Regions from separate parts of the Ovis aries genome. Here region 2 is linked to region 1. The links are chromatin contacts, called in public Hi-C maps. All regions are on one chromosome and are shown on one strand. Each heading gives the region's core, a stretch centred on a gene start, on an enhancer-like site or on the middle of the called end of the contact. The rest is flanking DNA. Distances are from core to core; before and after follow the strand shown. Region 1 overlaps LOC132657978 (a long non-coding RNA gene). Region 2 overlaps ZNHIT6 (zinc finger HIT-type containing 6).

What was found. A called contact is a pair of places that touch in the nucleus more often than the background predicts.
Region 2: a Hi-C map of mixed tissues shows a contact between it and region 1, with 2.4 times the contacts expected there. The contact joins two enhancer-like sites. A contact is called at or near these places in 4 of 16 Hi-C or Micro-C datasets (hypothalamus, liver and mixed tissues).

What each region holds. Positions count from the first base shown.
Region 1 is chr1:62,620,884-62,626,383 of ARS-UI_Ramb_v3.0, reverse strand. All of the region lies in intron 2 of LOC132657978 (a long non-coding RNA gene), which reads left to right. Among named protein-coding and RNA genes, the nearest start is that of CCN1, 12 kb to the left of the region's middle. Within about 2 kb of position 2,928, at least 4 of the 54 cell types and tissues checked have an H3K27ac peak or open chromatin away from gene starts, as enhancers often do.
Region 2 is chr1:62,725,972-62,731,550 of ARS-UI_Ramb_v3.0, reverse strand. The region is part of intron 5 of ZNHIT6 (zinc finger HIT-type containing 6); the gene reads left to right. Among named protein-coding and RNA genes, the nearest start is that of ZNHIT6, 25 kb to the left of the region's middle. Within about 2 kb of position 3,885, at least 5 of the 54 cell types and tissues checked have an H3K27ac peak or open chromatin away from gene starts, as enhancers often do.

The DNA of each region.
Region 1 (5,500 bases), core at 1,679-4,178:
GGGTTCTGTTGGAAATTATCACTATGGATCCTTTTTTCTGAGGTAAGAGGGGAGGGAACTGACATGAACCAAAACCTTAAAGGTTATCTCACCTTACGTTCAAGAAAATCCTCTGAGGTGAGCATGTGAACATCTTTCTAAACTTAGGAAGTTGGCGTTCAGTGAAGTTAAGCAACTCGCTCAAGATTAGGCAGTTATTATGTAACCAAACAAGGTGTCTAATCCAGACCTAACTGCTCCCAAACCCAAAGTTTTTGCCCTTTCTACATTTCTGCTACATTACTTTATATTTTGGGGCTCCAAAATCACTGCAGATGGTGACTGCAGCCATGAAATTAAAAGACGCTTACTCCTTGGAAGAAAAGTTATGACCAACCTAGATAGCATATTCAAAAGCAGAGACATTACTTTGCCAACAAAGGTCCATCTAGTCAAGGCTATGGTTTTTCCAGTGGTCATGTATGGATGTGAGAGTTGGACTGTGAAGAAGGCTGAGTGCCGAAGAATTGATGCTTTTGAACTGTGGTGCTGGAGAAGACTCTTGAGGGTCCCTTGGACTGCAAGGAGATCCAACAGTCCATTCTGAAGGAGATCAACCCTGGGATTTTGTTGGAAGGAATGATGCTAAAGCTGAAACTCCAGTACTTTGGCCACCTCATGCGAAGAGTTGACTCATTGGAAAAGACTTTGATGCTGGGAGGGATTGGGGGCAGGAGGAAAAGGGGACGACAGAGGATGAGATGGCTGGATGGCATCACTGACTCAATGGACGTGAGTCTAAATGAACTCCCGGATTTGGTGATGGACAGGGAGGCCTGGCGTGCTGCTATCCATGGGGTCACAAAGAGTCGGACACGACTAAGCGACTGAACTGAACTGAACTGAACATTTCTGCTACATCGTCCTACCTTCCTGAGTTTCAAGTCCCTTTATGAATGTTTGCTCTTGTTCTATTTTCTTTTATTGTTACCACCTTGCCTTTATAGAGCCAGCCCTTTCACCTTTTCTTAGTACTTTCAGATCCATTGATGCTGCAGTTTTTGAGCCACTCACTGGTGAGCCTGACTTCTCAAGAAGGTGCAATTAAAGTGAATGAGATCATTATCCTCACCATTATAATCAGAGAACAAGCATGGTGATACTAAGCCTGCACTTGGATTTGCTTCCTTGCTAGGCACTATGTAGAATAATTTAGATATCCATGATTTCTGTCTTCTAGGGGTAGATAACAGGTTCCCCAGGGTGTGGAGTTTACATGGAAATAATGAAGGAAGTATGATTTAGAGAGTTTGTGTTTCAAAGACAGAAGGAAGTGCCATGCAGTCTGAGACTGCACTGAAGTAATATGGTGGCCCTATAAAGGCAAGGTGACAGCAGTAAGAAAATGTAAAAAAGAGCAAGCCCTTGTAAAGGGTGATGCCCTTCACTGACTCAATGGACATGAGTTTGAGCAAACTCTGGGAGATGATGAAAGACAGGGAAGCCTGGTGTGCTGCCGTCCAAGGGGTTGCAAAGAGCTGGACACAGTTGAGCTACTGAACAACAACTCATTAAGGGTGTGGAAACTCAGAAGGAAGTCAGAGGACTATGTGAAACGGGTATTGGACAAATGCACTGAAGTGTGTGTTGTGTGTACATGTGTGTGTGCATGCTTGTGTGTTGGGGTGGAATGAGAAGAACATAGTGAATTATGACATTCCTGTGGATTCGTTATCTTTCCGTAGCTCATCCTGATTCCAATCACCTTTCTCTTTTGTGGGTTTTCTGCACTTCCCAAGTCCTTGCTCTGCAGTTTCCAATAGAAAAGTCCTTGAGTCTCCATCCAGGGGAGGTGGCCAGAAAGGACTACTTTCATAATTGGCCCATCCTGCAAGCACTGTTTTCAAGAGCCTGAAATTCAAAAAGCTGGAGCCAAGGAAGGTGGTAGGAGATGAGGGTGTGACGTAAACTCAGGGAATAATTCTGAAGTGACATAAGGTAAGAATTGAGGCAATTTCCACTTGAAGTCACCTTTCCACTCACTAGGCATTAACCATCTGGAACCAAATGCAGCTAATTTAGCAGCATGTTGGAAAGTTTATAACATGAAGCACATTTTAGGGCCAGGACATCCAGGTTTTAATCCTTTGTATTCAGTAAATGCCTCACTTTTGGAATTCAGTCTGCTGTCAGTACATAAGAACTAAGAATAGCGCCAGCTTGTGAGTCACCACTCTTTGCTTTCTTCCAGAACACCGTGGGAAAAGGATGGGCAGACTGGTTCAGATAAAACCCAGTCCCACCCAAATACTCACTGAAGGCTGGAAACAAATCCATTTTTTAAATGTTTCAAAAATTGAACTCAGGAAAGAGATAGTAAGCCTGTGTTCTTTAGTTTCAACTTGGATCTGAAGCCTTGTTTTGTGTTCTAAGTCTCAAGGCTATCACATTGGGTGTTTCCTACAACCCTTTAGGTTGCTAGGGGATTCCCGCTTGACTTTTAAAGGACATTTATTAAATGATTGCACCATGCTAGGGTTTAGGGATACAAGGGTGACTAACATGTGGTCTCTGACTTTGAGGACAGCATGGTCTAGAGTGGTGAGAGCATAGGTAAATAATATGTGGTTGCTCCGTAGTGTCTGACTCTTTGCAACCCATGGAATGCCTGCTGGGCACCTCTGTCCATGGAATTCTCCAGGCAAGAATACTGGAGTGGACTGCCATTCTCTTCTGCAGGGGATCTTCCCAATCTAGGGATTGAACCTGGATGTCCTGCATTGCAGGCAGATTCTTTACCGTCTGAGATACCAGGGAAGCCCAGGTAAATAATGCCTGTGCGCAAATACTGAGTCCCCTCATAAGGGTGCCTTGTGTACACACTGCCTCTGGATCCTTGTGTGTACGTGGGCTGTGCTAGCAGTGAGGTCTGCTCATTGCCCTTGATGGTGTTGCTCTTGGAAATTCCAGTGCTTCTTTTGCAAAGCTTGGAAGAACAGTCTGTCTCTGCTTGGTTTTAAACGACTGTGCTTAAATGACATAATATCAGCGTAAACTCAAGAGAGTCCTCTGACAGTCTTGTCAGTAAGCGGTTGGGTGGTTTTGTTTTGAATGCCTTTCCACTCTTGCCTGGAAAATCCCGTGGACGGAGGAGCCTGGCGGGCCGCAGTCCATGGGGTCACTAAGAGTCGGACATGACCAAGTGAATTCACTTTCACTTTTCACTTTCATGCTTTGGAGAAGGAAATGGAAACGCACTCCAGTGTTCTTGCCTGGAGAATCCCAGGGATAGGGGAGCCTGGTGGGCTGCCGTCTATGGGGTCGCACAGAGTTGGACACGACTGAAGCAGCTTAGCCACAGCAGCAGCAGCCACTTCCCTTTGGTAAGCAGTCTAGGCTTCCTGATGTCTATTTATGGCCTTTTAGGTGAAGTTACATGTTCTGACATTGTGATAATAACTAATGGATGTGTGATTTGTATTCTTGGCCTCACTAGAAATGGTGCACAGTGAATCCCAAGATTTCTGTTATTTAGTTTTAAAGGTAAGCCTAGTTATTGAAGCCTTTTTCCTAGGCAGTGGACCACATTGGAAACAGACAGGAAAGAAGAGCTTGGGGCTGGGGCACTGGGACAACCCAGAGGGATGTTACGGGGAGGGAGGAGGGAGGGGGGTTCAGGATGGGGAACACGTGTATACCTGTGGCAGATTCATGTTGATGTATGGCAAAACCAATACAATAATGTAAAGTAATTAACCTCCAATTAAAATAAATTAATTAATATTTTAAAAAATTAATTAATTAAAAAAAAGAAGAGCATAATCGGCAAGAGGGCTGTGACCCAGCATGCCATTACATTTGGTTCAGTTCAGTTCAGTTCAGTTCAGTCTCTCAGTCGTGCCCGACTCTTTGCGACCCCATGAATCCCAGCACGCCAGGCCTCACTGTCCCTCACCAACTCCTGGCGTTCACTCAGACTCACGTCCATTGAGTCTGTGATGCCATCCAGCCATCTCATCCTGGGTCGTCCCCTTTTCCTCCTGCCCCCAATTCCTCCCAGCATCAGGGTCTTTTCCAATGAGTCAACTCTTCGCATGAGGTGGCCAAAGTACTGGAGTTTCAGCTTTAGCATAATTCCTTCCAACAAAATCCCAGGGTTGATCTCCTTCAGAATGGACTGTTGGATCTCCTTGCAGTCCAAGGGACCCTCAAGAGTCTTCTCCAACACCACAGTTCAAAAGCATCAATTCTTCAGCACTCAGCCTTCTTCACAGTCCAACTCTCACATCCATACATGACCACAGGAAAAACCATAGCCTTGACTAGACGGACCTTAGTCGGCAAAGTAATGTCTCTGCTTTTGAATATGCTATCTAGGTTGGTCATAACTTTTCTTCCAAGGAGTAAGCGTCTTTTAATTTCATGGCTGCAGTCAACATCTGCAGTGATTTTGGAGCCCCCCAAAATAAAGTCTGACACTGTTTCCACTGTTTCCCATTCTATTTCCCATGAAGTGATGGGACCAGATGCCATGATCTTCGTTTTCTGAATGTTGAGCTTTAAGCCAACTTTTTCACTCTCCTCTTTCACTTTCATCAAGAGGCTTTTCAGTTCCTCTTCACTTTCTGCCATAAGGGTGGTGTCATCTGCATATCTCAGGTTATTGATATTTCTCCCAGCAATCTTGATTCCAGCTTGTGTTTCTTCCAGTCCATCGTTTCTCATGATGTACTCTGCATGTAAGTTAAATAAGCAGGGTGACAATATACAGCCTTGACGGACTCCTTTTCCGATTTGGAACCAGTCTGTTGTTCCATGTCCAGTTCTAACTGTTGCTTCCTGACCTGCATACAGGTTTCTCAAGAGGCAGGTTAGGTGGTCTGGTATTCCCATCTCTTTCAGAATTTTCCACAGTTTATTGTGATCCACACAGTCAAAGGCTTTGGCATAGTCAATAAAGCAGAAATAGATGTTTTTCTGGAACTCTCTTGCCTTTTCCATGATCCAGCAGATGTTGGCAATTTGATCTCTGGTTCCTCTGCCTTTTCTAAAACCAGCTTGAACATCAGGGAGTTCACGGTTCATGTATTGCTGAAGTCTGGCTTGGAGAATTTTGAGCATTACTTTACTAGCATGTGAGATGAGTGCAATTGTGCGGTAGTTTGAGCATTCTTTGGCATTGCCTTTCTTTGGGATTGGAATGAAAACTGACCTTTTCCAGTCTTGTGGCCACTGCTGAGTTTTCCAAACTTGCTGGCATATTGAGTGCAGCACTTTCACAGCATCATCTTTCAGGATTTAAAACAGCTCAACTGGAATTCCATCACCTTCACTAGCTTTGTTCATAGTGATGCTTTCTAAGGCCCACTTGACTTCACATTCCAGGATGTCTGGCCCTAGATTAGTGATCACACCATCATGATTATCTGGGTCATGAAGATCTTTTTTGTACAATTCTTCCATGTCTTCTTGTCACCTCTTCTTAATATCTTCTCCTTCTGTTAGGTCCAGACCATTTCTG
Region 2 (5,579 bases), core at 2,636-5,135, 100 kb before region 1:
TCCACCAGTGTTCAGAAGTTGTTTTGTGAAAGTTGCTCAGCATTCAAATGATCTTTTGATGAAGGTCCAGGTGGAATTAATTGAGATATAATTGACATATAGCTCTGTGTAAGGTGTACAGCCTAATGATTTGATTTACTAACATCATGAAGTGATTATCATAATAAATTTAGTAAACATCCCTCATCTCATAGAGAAAAAATTAAAGAAATAGGAAAGGTTTTCTTGTGATGAGAATGCTTAGGATTTACTCTCTGAGCAACTTTCATTGATTATATTTATCATGTTGTTTTTTTATCTTCTTAGTGCTTATCTCTCTTATAACTGGAAGTTTGTACTTTTTGACTACCCTTCTCCAGTTCCCTTTCCTTCTCCCTTCTCTTCAGTAACCAGAAATCTGATCTCATTTTCTGTGAATGAGTAAATTTATTTTTGAAGTCTAAGTGACCTACAACATCATGTTAGTAAAATCTAAAACTTGAAATAAAAATATGGAAATATTTTCATAATTTTGAAGAGAGAAGCATCCCATCCAAAGACATTAAGGGAAAATAACTAAATTTACATAGCTTAAAAAAAAAATTGTATAGCCTGAAAAGACCATAATAAAATCAAGACCCCCCCTCTCCAAAAAAATCTTTGACATATATGACAGAATGTTTATGCATTGATAGGAAAAAACACTAGTAACTAAGAAAGAGGACAAAGGGTAAGAATAGATAGTCATAGAAAGATGTGCATGTATGTGTGTGTGTGTGTACACACAGAGTACGTATCTGACAAGCATATATTGATAAAATCTAATACAGTGAACGTGTGAGCTACCCAGACCATTTTCTTCTTTCACTGTTCTTGAGAGTAAAAACTTAGGAGTCATTTTAGAAGGCAGTATTTCTAAAAATGTTATGCATGCCTCTTCAGGGAATTTAGCCTACACATGTATTAGTACAGTTCACAGAGATATGTACATATTTATCTAGTGCAGTACTGTTTTTAATAACTCAAAACCTGGAAACAACTTTGAGTGTCCCTCGGTACTGGACTGAGCTAAGTTAATAATAATGATGCCTTCATACAGTGGAATTCTATGCAACCATTAAATTAGATATAGAAGTATTGTCATGCCATGACATCCATGATAAATATCCAGTGAAAAAATAATATTGGAGTTTAGTTGTCTGAAAGATAAGAAGCTAACTTTTACTACTGTTGTGAAATTTACATGCAGTGAAATACACAAATCTTAAGTGTATATTTGTTGAGTTTTGACAAATGCATATATACCTGTATAACCCAGTCCCTGTAAATAGGTAAAACACTATCATCACCCAAAAGATTTTTCCTAGTTATCTCATTTCCTCCCTAGACAACCTATTCTAATTTTTCCCCTGAAGATGAATTTTGCCTGTTTTAAAATTTCATATGTATGAATCCTATAGCTCCACCCTTGCTTTTGAACAATAGTTTACCTGAATATGAAGTTTCTCAGGGTCACATTTTAGTACTTCAGTTTAATTATTTGTTACACTGTCTTCTCACTTCTTTTGCCACTATTGAGAACATTGTTGTTTTATATAGTCTTTCTATGTCGATTGCTTTTAAGTTCTTCATTTTTGTCTTTGGATGATTTATCTTCCTTCGGTGGTGGTATGCTTTCTGGGTAATTCTGGAAAATTCTAATATGTTACCTTAACTTTTTGCTTCTTTGTTCATCTTTGCTACATTCTGGGCAATTAATTCAGCTGTATCAGCCAAGTCACTTTTCCCTCCTTGTTGTGTCTAATTAATCTGACCTTTAGCCCATGCACTGGATGGGTTTTTTGTTTCAGTTACATTTTTCATGTCTAGGAGTTATGTTCCTTTTTCAAATGTATCTGGTCTTTTAAGAAGAATGTGTTCCCTTCTCAGGTTTTAACCTCCCTTTTTATTAAATAATTTAATACATCTGTTATCTGCATAAATAATTCTGTCTGAATTTCTTGGAAATTTGCTACAGCTATCTGCTGTTTCTGCTGATTCTTCATTATGATGGCTTATTTCCTTGTTTTTTTCTAAAATGTAATTGTGAAGTCAAGTTCATGTAGAAGGTGGTATGCGATTGCTTATGCCAGATACCCCAATGCACCAGTCCAGGACCCTCTTTGATTTCTTAGTTTGAATTTTATCAGACTATACTATGGTAATGATTTGAACTCCAACCCCATTTGAGGATTTCATAGTTATTCATTCTCAATTGAAACCTTTCCCCCAACCCCTGATCCTCAGGCTTAAACTGAGATGAACTTGTTTCTTCATCTCCCTTTGCTGGTAGGCACAATTTTTCTGGTTCACCTTTTCATTAGTTTTATGCAGTGGTCTCAATTTAAGGTCTTCGCCTTATGTGATACCATTATCTTGTCTCATGTTACCCAGTGGCTGTTGAAACATAAGCCTTTTAATTACTAAGCCTCTTGGTTACTCAGAGGCAGAGGCCTCCAGAGCAGTGTAGTTTCCTCATTCCATTATGGTTTTTAGTTCCTGCTTCCTTTTGGCTCCTGAAGATTTTTCTTACTTTTTGATGAGCTCAATATGTTTGCTGTATTTGTCCAGGATTTCTTATTGCGTGCTTTGAGAGGATTTTCAGATGATCTTCTTTACCATTTTGCACTAATGGCTTGAAATAAGTAGTGGCCCTGAACGAAGGGAACTTCAGTTGTTGAAGAGAGATGGATCAGGAAGGCATGATAATGACTTGTTCACTGAACAGTGCTACTCTTAGAAATGTATCTGGCACATATAATCATATGTGTGGAAAATTAAATATGTACAAAGATATTCAGTGCAGTGTTTTGATAGTAAGAGAGTAGTATGAATCTAAATACCCATCAATAGTGGACTACTTAAGTGAATTATGGTGTGCCTTTATAATGGGAAAAAAATTCAGCAACTCTAAATGTATGAATATGGAGTGGTTGCCAGAAATACTAAGTGAATAAAGGCAGATACAGAACTACATTCATGATATACTACCATTTTCTGCCACTGTGTGAAAAGTAAAGGTTAATATAATATCTCTTCTTATGTTATAAGCTATTAATAGTAGTTATCTTAAGGGAGGGGAACTATGTAGAGGACAGGAGTGGGAATTATGTGCCCTTTTGTACCTTTTTTGAATTTTAGACTGTGCATGTTATATTTATTTTAAGAATAAATGAATTTTTTAAATGATAATTTTTTAAAAATTGATAAATGTGGTAGGACCATTATACATTTTGAGTTGTAGTTATAGTCTTCAGAAAGTATTCTGATACTCAGATAAAATTCCATGTTTTTATCCATGGCTTCATCTTTTCAGTTGTATTTTAGTTTTTTATTTTTTCTTTTAAAGGAAGCCATGGGTAGCAAACCTAGAGATTATCTTGATTGTGTTTGAATAACATCTCATTTGGTTGCCTAAGTTCCTTATTTTATTTTCCTGGGCTATTAGGGTCTGAGCTGAGGATTCAGCAGTGAGGAGCAATATATTTTGAGTTATCATTTGGAAAAAAAGAATTGGACTGAGGACTCCTCCCCAGTAATATATTTACCTTATCTCCAGGCATATGCTCTCTTGTGTGGTCTAACCTCTTATTCCCTAGGAGTGGACCCAGCTTTTGACCTTCCTCTTCTGGCAGTTTATCTCCGCATGACCCTGACCCTCAGTTCTAAGCATCCCAGTCTATCTTCATTCCTTTACCACTGTCAACTTAGAACTGAGTTGCTATCTTACTTTGGCTCAGAGTTCTTAGGCTCTCTGTCTATGGGTCTGTCTTAAACTTAGAGTGTTTAGATAGTAGAAGTGTGTCCATTGTTAAACAGCAGTATGAATTGATATTTGAGCTCCAGTCCTGTTTTAGAAGCTAGCCACTAGATGTCTCTCTTGTAAAGAAATAACCTTTTACAGAGTCTTAAAATTACTTTTTGTAAAAACGTCTAAATGTGTATAATTAAGTCACTTTGCTGTATAGCAACGATTGGCAAAACATTCTAAATCAACTACGCTTCAGTAAAATTATTTTTCATTACTTTTTGAATAAAATTATAACATTCAAATTTTATTGCAGTGATATACCTATCCATCACTGTATTAACATCAGTAGCACTTTTTTCCTTCAACAATTATATGGCAATACATTTCTTAAAGGATAGGTTTTTGGTTTTGTTTTTGTGGGTTTGAGCTTTTTGTTTCGTTTTGGGCATGGTGTTTTATAAGTAGTATAGGTTTTTACCTTGCTGCAAACTGACTTAAGAAAAGAACAAAAGAAAATGAAATAATGGATTTAGCAGTTATGGTCTAATGAGAGAGAGAGATGGATTAGATGATGAGAGAGGTGGGTTAGAGAATATGACGTAGTAGGTTTTCAGTGCAAACTTGTTAACTAATTGAACATGGTTAGCTCTGTGGTGCTTTCCCATAACTGATAAGAGTTTGATGGAAGAATTTCAAAGCAACAATAAGGACTTACTGCCTCTATTCTTTCACACTGTTTTTCTAATGGTTCTTCGGTTAATCAGGTATTTCCTTACTGGGGCCATGTAGACAGTGGTAAGGAAGTTTTTACTCCACAGCATCAGAGAGGGTGTACCTTTCCACGGCAACAGGCAGCATTCACGCAAGTGGAAACCAAACATTGTTGATGATGTTATGGTCCCCGTATTGGTTCAGTTAGGAAAGTCTGTCCTCAGTCATCGAGTCTGCTTGGTCATCTCAGGAATGAGTACCTTTCCACTTCCTTCACTGTAGCATCTATCATCTGTAGCATCCAGCAGCTATCATCTTCTCCCAGGCAGGCCCATGTTGCCTCACCTGGGCTTATGGGGGAACCTCTAAGGAACTCTCCGTACCTTCAGTGTCTCCTTACTTCAGTCACTCTTATACATTGATGCCAATCCATCTTCTAAAAGCGTGTGTTTATGGTCACCTGCTCAGAATCCTTTACTGCTTCTGTGCCCACAGGAGTCATTAGCTCCAAGATACCTGTACTAGTCACAGGCAGAATTGCCAGTAGGTGAAATTTGTCACCTCACCAGCTTTGGACTGTCTGAAGGTCTCAAGTGTTTTATTCTTTTCTGTGACCTAAAATTACCTTCCTTTATCCCTCCCTACCCACCCCCCATTTGAAATTGCTACTTTTCAGCAGTTGGAAATATCTCTTCCAAATATTTCTTACTTGAAGCAGTATGCTCCTGTTCCTCTAAGGATTGGGATCCATACTAAACAGTAGATTTTCAGATATGTCCCCACCTGATTTCCTAGTGTGTTCAACTAAAGGTACCCAGAGTGGTTATATTATTAATCCTCGAATGCCTTCCCCTTTCCTGTTCCCTAGACATCTGTGAAGTACACATGGTAGCTCATCCTCTCCATTATGTCTCCTTTGCCAGGGTTCCTATGGTACATATTTTCTCCAAAGTTAATGTAAAACAGATGCCTGCATTTAGTGCTGGTGTTCCGTTTTTGGTATGCATGTATCTGTTCTCCTTTCTGTATTCTAGAGTTTCTTGGTAAGGGCTCTGTTGACATTTTGAACAGGACAGTTTCTGTTGTGTGGCACTTTCGT